Linked DNA regions of Mus musculus: region 1 is linked to region 2. The links are chromatin contacts, called in public HiChIP or PLAC-seq maps. All regions are on one chromosome and are shown on one strand. Each heading gives the region's core, a stretch centred on a gene start, on an enhancer-like site or on the middle of the called end of the contact. The rest is flanking DNA. Distances are from core to core; before and after follow the strand shown. Region 1 overlaps Prkch (protein kinase C, eta). Region 2 overlaps Prkch (protein kinase C, eta).

What was found. HiChIP or PLAC-seq counts read pairs in DNA pulled down with a chosen protein or histone mark.
Region 1: an H3K4me3 HiChIP or PLAC-seq map of bone marrow-derived macrophages shows a contact between it and region 2, with 2.7 times the contacts expected there. The contact joins two enhancer-like sites. A contact is called at or near these places in 6 of 115 datasets of contacts at active chromatin or transcription factors (the 230-238 cell line, CD8 T cells, bone marrow-derived macrophages and 2 more).

What each region holds. Positions count from the first base shown.
Region 1 is chr12:73,734,185-73,739,017 of GRCm38.p6, reverse strand. The region is part of intron 10 of Prkch (protein kinase C, eta); the gene reads right to left. Among named protein-coding and RNA genes, the nearest start is that of Gm34189, 46 kb to the left of the region's middle. Within about 2 kb of position 1,892, at least 15 of the 459 cell types and tissues checked have an H3K27ac peak or open chromatin away from gene starts, as enhancers often do. A contact at or near this core is called in bone marrow-derived macrophages, where this site is marked.
Region 2 is chr12:73,590,676-73,595,984 of GRCm38.p6, reverse strand. All of the region lies in intron 1 of Prkch (protein kinase C, eta), which reads right to left. Among named protein-coding and RNA genes, the nearest start is that of Prkch, 8.5 kb to the right of the region's middle. Within about 2 kb of position 2,799, at least 99 of the 459 cell types and tissues checked have an H3K27ac peak or open chromatin away from gene starts, as enhancers often do. A contact at or near this core is called in bone marrow-derived macrophages, where this site is marked.

The sequences.
Region 1 (4,833 bases), core at 643-3,142, 140 kb before region 2:
GCTGAGGTGACAGACCCCAGGCTGTCCTGTTCAGGATCCTCCCTCCCACGCATACTCGCCTTTGCCCTCTACCTGTGGAATTCAATCCCATGAGTTTAAACATCACTTGGACAGTTGGCTCTTGAATGTAAACCTCTACCCTGGCTCCTCTCTTGGGAGATGCCAGTCTGTATTTCTAACTGCATTCTGGGCATAGCTACTAGGGCTGTCTTGACTTCTCAGACTTTGAAAGACTGGAAGTAAAAAGACTGGAAGTAAAAAGTCACCCCTTGGCTGTGGTGACTTGGGGGTGGGGAAAGTTAAAAGCTCATCACTGGAAATCTTGGGCCATCTTTCATGTCTACGGGCTCTACCATCCATGTTCGTTCTGTCCACTTTCGCTTTACTGCGCTACCAATTCCATCCCTCTTCTCTCCCCACTGGCTTGCTTGGAGAATTGTTTCCTGCCTGGCCTATGACCAAAAATTCTGAAATCTTGGTTTCTGGGCTGGCCACTGTTGGTCTGTTCCCCAAACATCTGATGGCTGCCACTGACAGACAAGGAAAACTGAAACCTTGTAGCTTCATCTCAAAACTGCCCTTGCCCCGACCTCAGCTTTCCTCAGATGTGACTTCATCCCAGCCATTTCCCGGGCTCCCATCCTGATCACATGGAATCTTCACAATTTCTTAGTTTCCATGCCTCTATCCTTCCTGCTCTAACCTATCTGGCAGGTGCGCCCTACATTGACACAGGTTCAAGAGGTGTTCCTTCCTCAAGGCCTTCCCATCAAAATGACTGCCTTTTCTGTGCTCTTGTTGTATTGCCTACATTAAGCCTTTAAGACATCGTGTATGTGTGCACATGTGTGTGCACTCACACACACACACACATACACACATGGTTCAAAGCCCCAACAGACAAATTCTTGTGAAAGTGTCTCTTATCTCATTTGTCTTGAGTTTCAAAAGCAAACACAGTAGACAGCAGGTGCTCAGGGCTTATTCATCCTCATAATGGAATGGTGGAGAAATTTCCTTCATGGTTAAACTAGACCATGACTGACTAGACCATAGCCTAGTCTGCATCTGTGTGAGGCATCAGCCAAGCAGGGGCAAATGAGTACAGTGTCGTGTGCACAGCCTGGGGTGACGGGTCCAAACCAAGCGTACACTTAAACCACAAACAGTGTATTTATTCCATAACTCACAGCCCACCCCAAATACAGTAAGTGGAAACTCTATGTCCTGGTCCCTCGGAAGAGGACCAGTCAGGGGGCATCTTTCCGGAGTCTCTTCTGTCTCTACATGGCTCTGCAAACCGTGCATTGGCACAGTCTACCTCCCATGCTAAGAAGGTCCTCATTTGTAATAATATATCCATATGGTAACCCTTAAGCAAGACAAGTTAACTGCTACCAGTATTTTCATCTTTACCTCTGTAACATGGGAAAAACTAAGCCTGCTTTAATCTTAGATCAGATTCCCCAGTTCCTGGGAAGGAAATGACCCTGAATACAAAACAAGCCCACCAAGCAGAAGGAGCGGGGTAGGGGACTCAGGCAGAGTGGCTTCCCAGAGGCAGCAACAGAGGCTGCTAGACACAGCTAGCAGCTTCCAGCTTCCTCCTGCACACACAAGACTGATGTCTCACAGAAAGGAAAAGTGTGCACCTCCACCAGTCAGACATGTTACTGACTAGAGTCTACCTTCTCTTTCTCTTCCACTGTTGCTTGGGTCTTGATGATATCAGTGGCCAGTCTACCCTCCATCACTGTATCCCAAGAGGAGACATTGCTACCTAGGTAGACTTGTATTGCTACCTAGGAAACATGACTCCAACCTGAGCTGCTCTCGCCCTTCTGCTTCATCCCTCTCTTTTAGTGCCTCAGAAATAGGGAAGTTCAAAAGGTTGTGTCAGCTGCCAGTGCTGTTATACGGAATAAGTTAAAAACCATCAGCACTGGCGATTCTTGGAACCAGAGACACTGGTCTTTCAACACATTCCTCTTTTCAATAACTGTGTTAAAAGATGAAGGACCAAAGAGGAGACTTCTTTTTTTTTTAAGTTATTGAGGTATGATTGACCCCAAAAGATGCAAATACTTAGCACATACAATTTGGTATGTTTGGTTAAGTACCCATCCATGTAGTCATCACTACAACTGATGCATTAAACACCCATTATCTCCAAAATTGCTGCACTTCCCCTCCTTCTGTGCTCAGAGTACTCAACACAACACAAGATGAGCCCTCGTAAGCAAACTGAGAAACCATCACACGTTGTTTGTTATCAATCCCCGTGCTGTAGGACGGACTTCTGGAATTTATTTCTCTCTCATTACCGAAACTCTGAACACTTTGTTCAGCACCTCCCTCTAGATGCTGGCACCCACAAGGCTACTCTGCTTCTATGGGCCTGACTCTTTGGGATCACACAGTTAAATGAAATCATGCTGTTTGTCCTCCTTTGTCCGGCTTGCCTGAATTAGTGCCATATCCCTTAGGACCATCTTCACCGCTATAAAGGACAGCGTTTCCCTCCTCCTCTTAAAAAGCTAAGTCGTGTTCCAAGGCAAATTCCCTTCATCCATTGGTTGATGGACATTTAGGTTATTTCAATATTTTGGTTGACATGAATACTGCTATGATACACATAAGGGTCCAGATGTTTTAGTCTGTCCTTTGCTGTTATAACAGAACACCCGAGGCTAGGACAATGTATAAAAGAAAAGCGTTTATTCAGCTTGTGATTATGAAGCTGAAAGTCTAAGACTGGACAGACACATGTGGCAAGGTCCCTGTGCTACCAGGGCACAGCAGAAAGGCCAAGGCAGATGCCAGGTGCAGAAGACACAGAGAACAAGGGGCCACTGTGTGTCCCTGCAACAACAAATTCAGTCTGTTAAGAACTCTATCAACCTCTCTTTATGTCCTAAGGGCCTCCCCTGTGTCTTTGAGACAAGGTCTTACTGTGCAACCCTGGCCAGACCAGCGCTCACTGTGTAGATCAGCCACCTTAGAAGTCATTCACCTCTGTCTCCTGAGTGCCAGCATTCAAGGTGTGTGCGCCGCACCAGCCTAATCATTTCTTAGAGTCTTTCAACACTGTTACATCAGACGCTGAACTCCAAGACAGGTTTTGGAGGGGACAAATTACATCCACATAGCAGGAGGGTGACTGTTTCCTATGCTGTGCAGAGCCCACTAGTCGGTTGTAGTCTTTTCTCTATTTGTTTGTTTGTTTCTGGTGTAACAGGAAAGAAGACCTTAGCAGGGAAATGTAGGCAGTGCACAGGAGAGGAAGAGGGAGAGGGAGAGGGGGAGGGGGAAGGGAGGGAGAGGGAGAGGGAGAGGGGGAGGGGGAGGGGGAGGGGGAGAGGAGGGGGTGAGGATGTGTGTGATCTCCAAAAAGAACAGAGGCAGTAGTTTCACTTAAACACCAGTGATTTGTAAGAGGCCTCTCCGAAGGCCTCCACCAGTAGGAACTGTTACTACTATTTCATCAAATGCCTATTGAGGAAGAGCCACTGTGTGAAGGATGGAAGGATTCCCCTTATATCTTCTTTCCTCTTAGTCTGGGAATAGGGGATGTCAGCCAGTTAACAAAGCCTTCTCTCCTTCGTAGGGGCTGTGAAGAAGATGGACTCCACATCTCTGAGTTTGCTGACAGTGAAAATAAGCTTCCTGGGAGGGTGGGAGGCACAGACTGGCTAGGGAGACATGGAAGAAGAGCTCTCCTGGAGAAGGCTCACCTAGGAATTGCAAACTTAGCTGGAGCAGGGGTAGCACTTCGGGCTAGCAAACCAAGTGAATGGGGACAGTGCTCCCCTTGGCCTAGGCTGGGGTATAGGAAGCCACTCCCACGCATAGAAATGCCACGAGGAAAGACAGGATCCTACTGTTTCCCCAAGTGCTTAGATTACCCACTGGTTCTCCTTGAGCAGTCTTTCTGCCCAGACATAGAGAGTTCAATGTTTCCAACCAGGTGGAAAACACTCAGTACACTGGAAAATTCTAGCACTGCCCTAGTTTCTGAGACACCCCCCCCCCAACCGAGATCTACTGAAATTAAAAAATTATTACATTTATTTATTTATTTATTTATTTATTTATTTATTGTGTGTGCCTATGCATATACCCATGTGCACTGGGCATGCCCCCTCGGAGACAGTGTCCTTATCAAGGGGACTGCAGAGGGAGTGCTCACTGGCTGCTTCATTCCTATACACCAGAAAAAAAAAAAAAAAAACTCCCACAAGACATCAATAGACCCGCATCTTGATCTTAAACTTCCCGCACTTTAGACTTGTGAGAAGGACGCGTCTGTTGTGTATACATCAGACCGTGGTATTTTATTATAGCAGTCTGAACCGGCTAAGAAATACTTTAGACGATAAATAATGAAAAGCATGGAGGGTTTTTTGTCTGTCACTTCTCCTCCTTTAGCTCGAGGAAACAAAGTTGCAAACAAGAACCATTTCTTTCTACTCTAGTCATTACTTTTACTTCTTTATGGTTTTATACAAGGATCTAGATCCCTGGAGAGATGACCTATCTTGGTCACAGGTGCATTCCCAAGTCCACAGTAGGTTTCAGTGAATACTGTTGAATGAATGGGTGGATGAATAGATAAATAATGAATTCAAAGTTGCAAGCACAGATAAATGTATACCTCGTGCAAATAAAGTCAAGCCTCTGCACCTGTGGATTTGTAGCCATGGGTCACAACACTCAGGAACAAGAGTTCTCTCTGGAATGAACATGGATAGACTTTTCCCCTGCTATTTCGCTTTGAAATACCACGTAGAGATGGATTTAAAGTAAATGGGAGGATTTGTATGGGTGACATGC
Region 2 (5,309 bases), core at 1,550-4,049:
ACTGTGTTGTCACCACCTAGGGTGGAGATATAAACTGGTGGCTACAGACACTTCAAGACTACAAAGCTTTAATTACCCTGCTAATGAGAATCTATCAAAAGCTTAAACAGTGGGCTACTCTCTCTCTCTCTCTCTCTCTCTCTCTCTCTCTCTCTCTCTCTCTCTCTCTCTCTCTTTCTCTCTCTCTCTCTCTCTCTCTGGCATGAGGTAAGAGGGGCATAACTTAGAACTGCCCAATAGGATGAGAAGTGCATTAGTGTAAATTAAGAACTACAACCACCTGGCTTGAAATGAGGCTTCATCATAATTACTTCAGTCTGATTTGATTTTTTAAGCCAAGGAAATAACGCCAACATTCCTGTTGATGCCGGACAAGTCATTTGGACACAGGCTCAATCCTCTCCTAGCCTGAGCAATTTAGATTTGGGGCCAATTCAATTCGTAGGAGTCACTAACTCTAATGAGACATAACTCACACTGACTGCTTTACCAACCCAGCTACTCCCAAAGGGAGGAAATGACGGTCGCCTAAAGCAGGAAATGACATATAGAGTCGCCTACAGGATGGAGGCAGAGGCTATACAGATAGATGGAAGGGTCCTTAGGGATATCCTGCTGCAATACTTCCGGGATAAAGGCCAGAAAGCTGAAACTCTGATAAGTGGAGATTTGCCTGAGATCCCAGCTGATAGGGGACAAAGTCACCCGTTCTCCTGACAACACAGTCCTCACATACGATGTAAGCTGTGATCTACAAAGCAAAGCGGGGCTTACCTAATATATGCAAGTGCTGGGTCCAAACCTCAACACTATAATAAAAGAAGATCTAAAGGGTCTTCTTCTAATGGGATAGGTCATACAATACTAATAGGTCATACAATACTAATTTCCAGTAAAAGTTAAGTCCCCAACATAATTACTGAGACATCTGCTTCTCTGCGTAGGACACTACAGATCTAATCTGGAATCCAGACAAAGATCGATTAGTATATTTATAAATTAATGGATATCTTATATGTATACACAGTGTACAGATTTTTTTTTTTTAGTTTTGGTTTTTCGAGACAGGGTTTCTCTATGTAGCCCTAACTGTCCTGGAACTCACTTTGTAGATCAGACTGGCCTCAAACTCAGAAATCTGCCTGCCTCTGCCTCTGCCTCCCGAGTGCTAGGATTAAAGGCTCAGTATACAGACCTTAAATGTGCTCGTGTGTGTGTGTGTGTGTGTGTGTGTGTGTGTGTGTGTGTGTGTGTGTGTGTGACACTTCCTGTGAGCACAGCAACAATACTGCTTGGGCTGGAATTTTAGTTCCCACATCCTGAAAATGAAGGTATAGGCTATGGTGTCACCAGCTCCGACCCTCCTCCCAGGGTTGAGAAGGCCCTGAGTCAAAGGGTCTGCTTGTGTAACAGGGAGCGGTGGAGACCGTGGCAAACTGGAGTGTCACAACACTAACTGGCTCCTGGTTCAAGAAGATACAGAACTTGAGGTGCTGTGTGAGTCAAACACAGAGTTAACTGCTTTCTGCCCGTGGAAGTCACAAATATTCGCAGGCTATTTACAGATATCAAAACATAATTCCTTGCCATAGTTTCCAAAGCGTCTGGGGGCAGGGAGCTCAGAGACGCAGGAAGGCCTTTCACCTGTGATGTCTCCTGGAGAGCATCATCAGGTCAGAAGTTCCTGTTCCTCTTGAGGAGGGATCTTTCCGTCATTTAAGCAAAGCAGGTCACCCACGGTTATCTATGCAAGAGCATTATAAATCAGCTCCTCTTCTCTCCAGGAAAATGTCTGTATTTCCCCCAAACCAGTTGCTTACCAATACCTGACGACCGGCCTCCATGCTGTAATTTCCTGGCTAGTGTTGTTTATGGGTTTTCCATCCCCAATTTATCTCCTCACTGGAACTATGAGACCTACAAAGGAACAGGCTGCGTCTGTTTCACCCACGGACTCTCAAGGGTACACAACATCAAGCCTGGTCCATAGCTCACTCTTCCACGGTGGGCATGCTTAGCTGGGCATTTCAGATAGAGATGTGTCTATTACACCAGCTACCTCTAGACCGAAAAAGAAGAGGCTTAGTCACTTGGCTGCCGTATACTCTGAACTGCCACAGACCAGTTTCCCAGATGTCTGTGAGAGACAAGCCATTCACACTCCATTCCTTCAGGTTAGAGACGTTGTGGCCAAGAGGGATGGAAGGAGCAGCAAAGCAGAACTGGACAGGTCAGAGAAGGTTCTCTTGGCTGGCTATCGTCTGTCAGGAAGCCTGTAGGTAGGAATGAGCACTATGCTTGGGTCTGTGGGGGAACTGGAAGGTTCTCACTCTGCAGCGTGTGGGCTAGAGTGCGGGGAGACAGATGTCTCAAGAGGAAACCAGCAGCAAAACAAAGGAGAACACCCCGAACTGAACTAGAAATTGTGGGTTTCTCTGATCAGGCCCGAGAAACCGAGGAGGAGCTTGTGGTTTCTGGGTGGCAACTGAGAAAGGCCACTCTGGGTGTTACAGCAGTAAGAGTAGAAAGCAGTCACTACGCAGGCTCGATCTTTTATTACATCCTAATAAAAGAGAACTTAGCCATCGATACACAATGAGATATGCGATAGCCAGCTGTTGCATAAAATAGAAAAAAAAAAACTGTAGAAGAAAGACTTCAGGGACTTCCCTCCCTAACTGCTTGCTACTCACCTCCTAAAAATTCGTCCACTTCTGCCTCCACAAGGTACCTTTTCAGATGCTCTCAGATAACCACACTGCACAAGGCGAGATGATTCAGACTCCTCCCATGCAGCTCTTGCTTATGCCTCCAGACATAACCCAGGGCTCAAAAATTTCAACTGAAGGGAATTACCAGATACTACCAATACAAAACCCATAGACTTTTAGAATGGATAAAGCCAGGGATGTTGCATCTATGTTAGTTTGCTTGCTATTGCTGTGATAAAGACCATGACTAAAAGCAACCTGAGGAACAAAGGATTCATTTCGTCTGGCAGGTCACAGTCCTTTATTGAGGAAAACTCAAGGCAGGAATCTGGAGGCAGGAACTGAGGCAGAGGCCATGGAGGAACTCTGTTGGCCTATCTATGTTTTATACAACCCACAAGCACCTGCCCAGGGGTGGTTGGGACCTCCTGCCCCAGAAAACCAACAAGCCCACCACACAGAGCATTTTCCATCTACTAATATATTTAATGGACATAAACATCCAAGCCAATCTTTCAAGGTCACGTGGGTATGCCACTGATCAACAGATGCAACACTGACTGGCTTAGAAGATGAATGAAAGGTTTAAAGAAAAAGATATTCTCCAAATACATACACTTTATTTGCCCCAACATCACATAAAACTTCTTTCTCTTATTTATTTGTTGGGGTTGTTTGTTTGTTTGTTTGTTTTAACAGACATCTGGTGTCACATACCACAGACTGTTCACAGTGCTGGGGTCAGAAGAGTACCCTGTTCCCCAAGACCTTACACACTACAGAAGGGAGATGTGAGGGCTAGCAGTGTAGCCCAGTGACGGGAGAGACTGGCTAGCATGGGTGAAGGCCCTGGGTTCAATCGCCAACACTGAAAACATAGGAGAGGTATAATAAAGAAGTTGATTAGCAAAGTGATCGCAGAGAGTGATAAGAGCAGAGGTGGGAAGGATGCATCTGTGGAGGCAGCTATCCATCCCAGCCATAACCTACATGACAAAGCAACCAGCCCTCCCAGAGCAAAAGCCATCTCCCAATGAAACGGAAGGACTAGAGAGCTCATTCAGACGTCGGACCAGACCTCCCTAGAGAGTCTAAATCATATTCCCGTAAAACACTGCAAGCTAGTCAATGCTAGACGCTCCTTTGTTCCCTCAGGGGGAACAAAAACCAATCATGAGAATTAATAACCATTACAAAGTACAAAAGAGAAGAAAGAAGCCAAGTGATAGAAAATACAGAAGAAATTTGGTGTAAAAAAAAAATCTCATGCCCTTGTGTCCAGCAATCAGGTCAAGAGACAGTCACTGGCTGCCCACAGGGCACCAGGCAGCTCCACCTGACAGGACTATCAAAGGGGTATCTCAGAAGAGAAACTGAGAGAGCTGCTCTGCAGGGCCACACAGAACGGAATGTCTTCGGGAGGTTGAACAGGAAAAGAGCCTGGGATCCCGCCAAGCAGGTCCTTCCTTCCTGAGGGGCGCCAAGGTCTTTCCATGACGCAGCCTCCCCGCTCCTCTTGCCTCCTTCATGTCCTCTACACCCAGCCTCAAGTTTTAGACACCAGAGGAGTCAGAAAACAAGGGCAAATACCACGGGGGGTGGGGGGAACAGGGGGCGGGGGGGGGGGACGGGGGGGGGGGCGGGCGTGGGGCGGGGGTGGAAACAGTGCCTTCAGCGAACTCTGAATATTCTGGAGTCCAAGAAATTATACAAAACAAACAAGCTCCAGAAGAAGCAGAAAAAAGAATGATAATCTGGACAATGAAAGTGTCCAAAAATTAACTTAATACACTTCTTTATGGGGTTTTGGTTTTCTAGGATCCTGCTCTGAGGGAGCAATGCTGCTTCCCAGAGAGGGTGCCAGCTCAAATCTGTCATCGTTAGCACTCATTTTACACTTTCAGCAAAATAAAGATGATAAACCTTGACTGTTTTTCTACAGTCTTCTTGAAGCATGACTGAAATGTAACGTGAGGCACGTCTATAAAGTGAAGGCCTTGGTGAGCCCTTGGCGTGTCACTGTGAGCCCATCATCGCTGTAAAAATAATAAATAATTCACCTGTCCCCAGAATGCCCCTGAGCCTCCATTACGTTCTATCTATCCCTCACTCCCAGACACCCACAAATGTGCTTCTTGTCACCAAGGCTTAATTTCATTTTCCAGAACTTTGCATAAATTGAATCCTACAATAATGCCCTTTGGGGGTAGGGCCACATAGCTGTGGCCAACGCACAGGGCAGATTTCCCTTGAGATTTACCCACATTGCTGCATGCATCACTAATTCACGTGTTCTGACTGGTATGGCTACAACTCCATTTATTTACATATTCCTGTTTGTTGCACACGAGTTTCCGGATTGGAAGCTGTCACAGATGAAACCACTGTGGATGCTCTTGCGCAGGTCGCATTGTGAATGGTTCGATCTCTCTTGGTAAACACACGGGTAGATAAATCATACAATAAGCACATGTTCCGTTTTCCAAGCGGACTGCAGCACTTGGCTTTCCTAACGGCTGTGTGGGACAGCTACAGCTGCACCCTTCCTATCCTGCACTTGGGACGGGCAGGGCACTGACTCTGGCCTTTCCAAGGGGA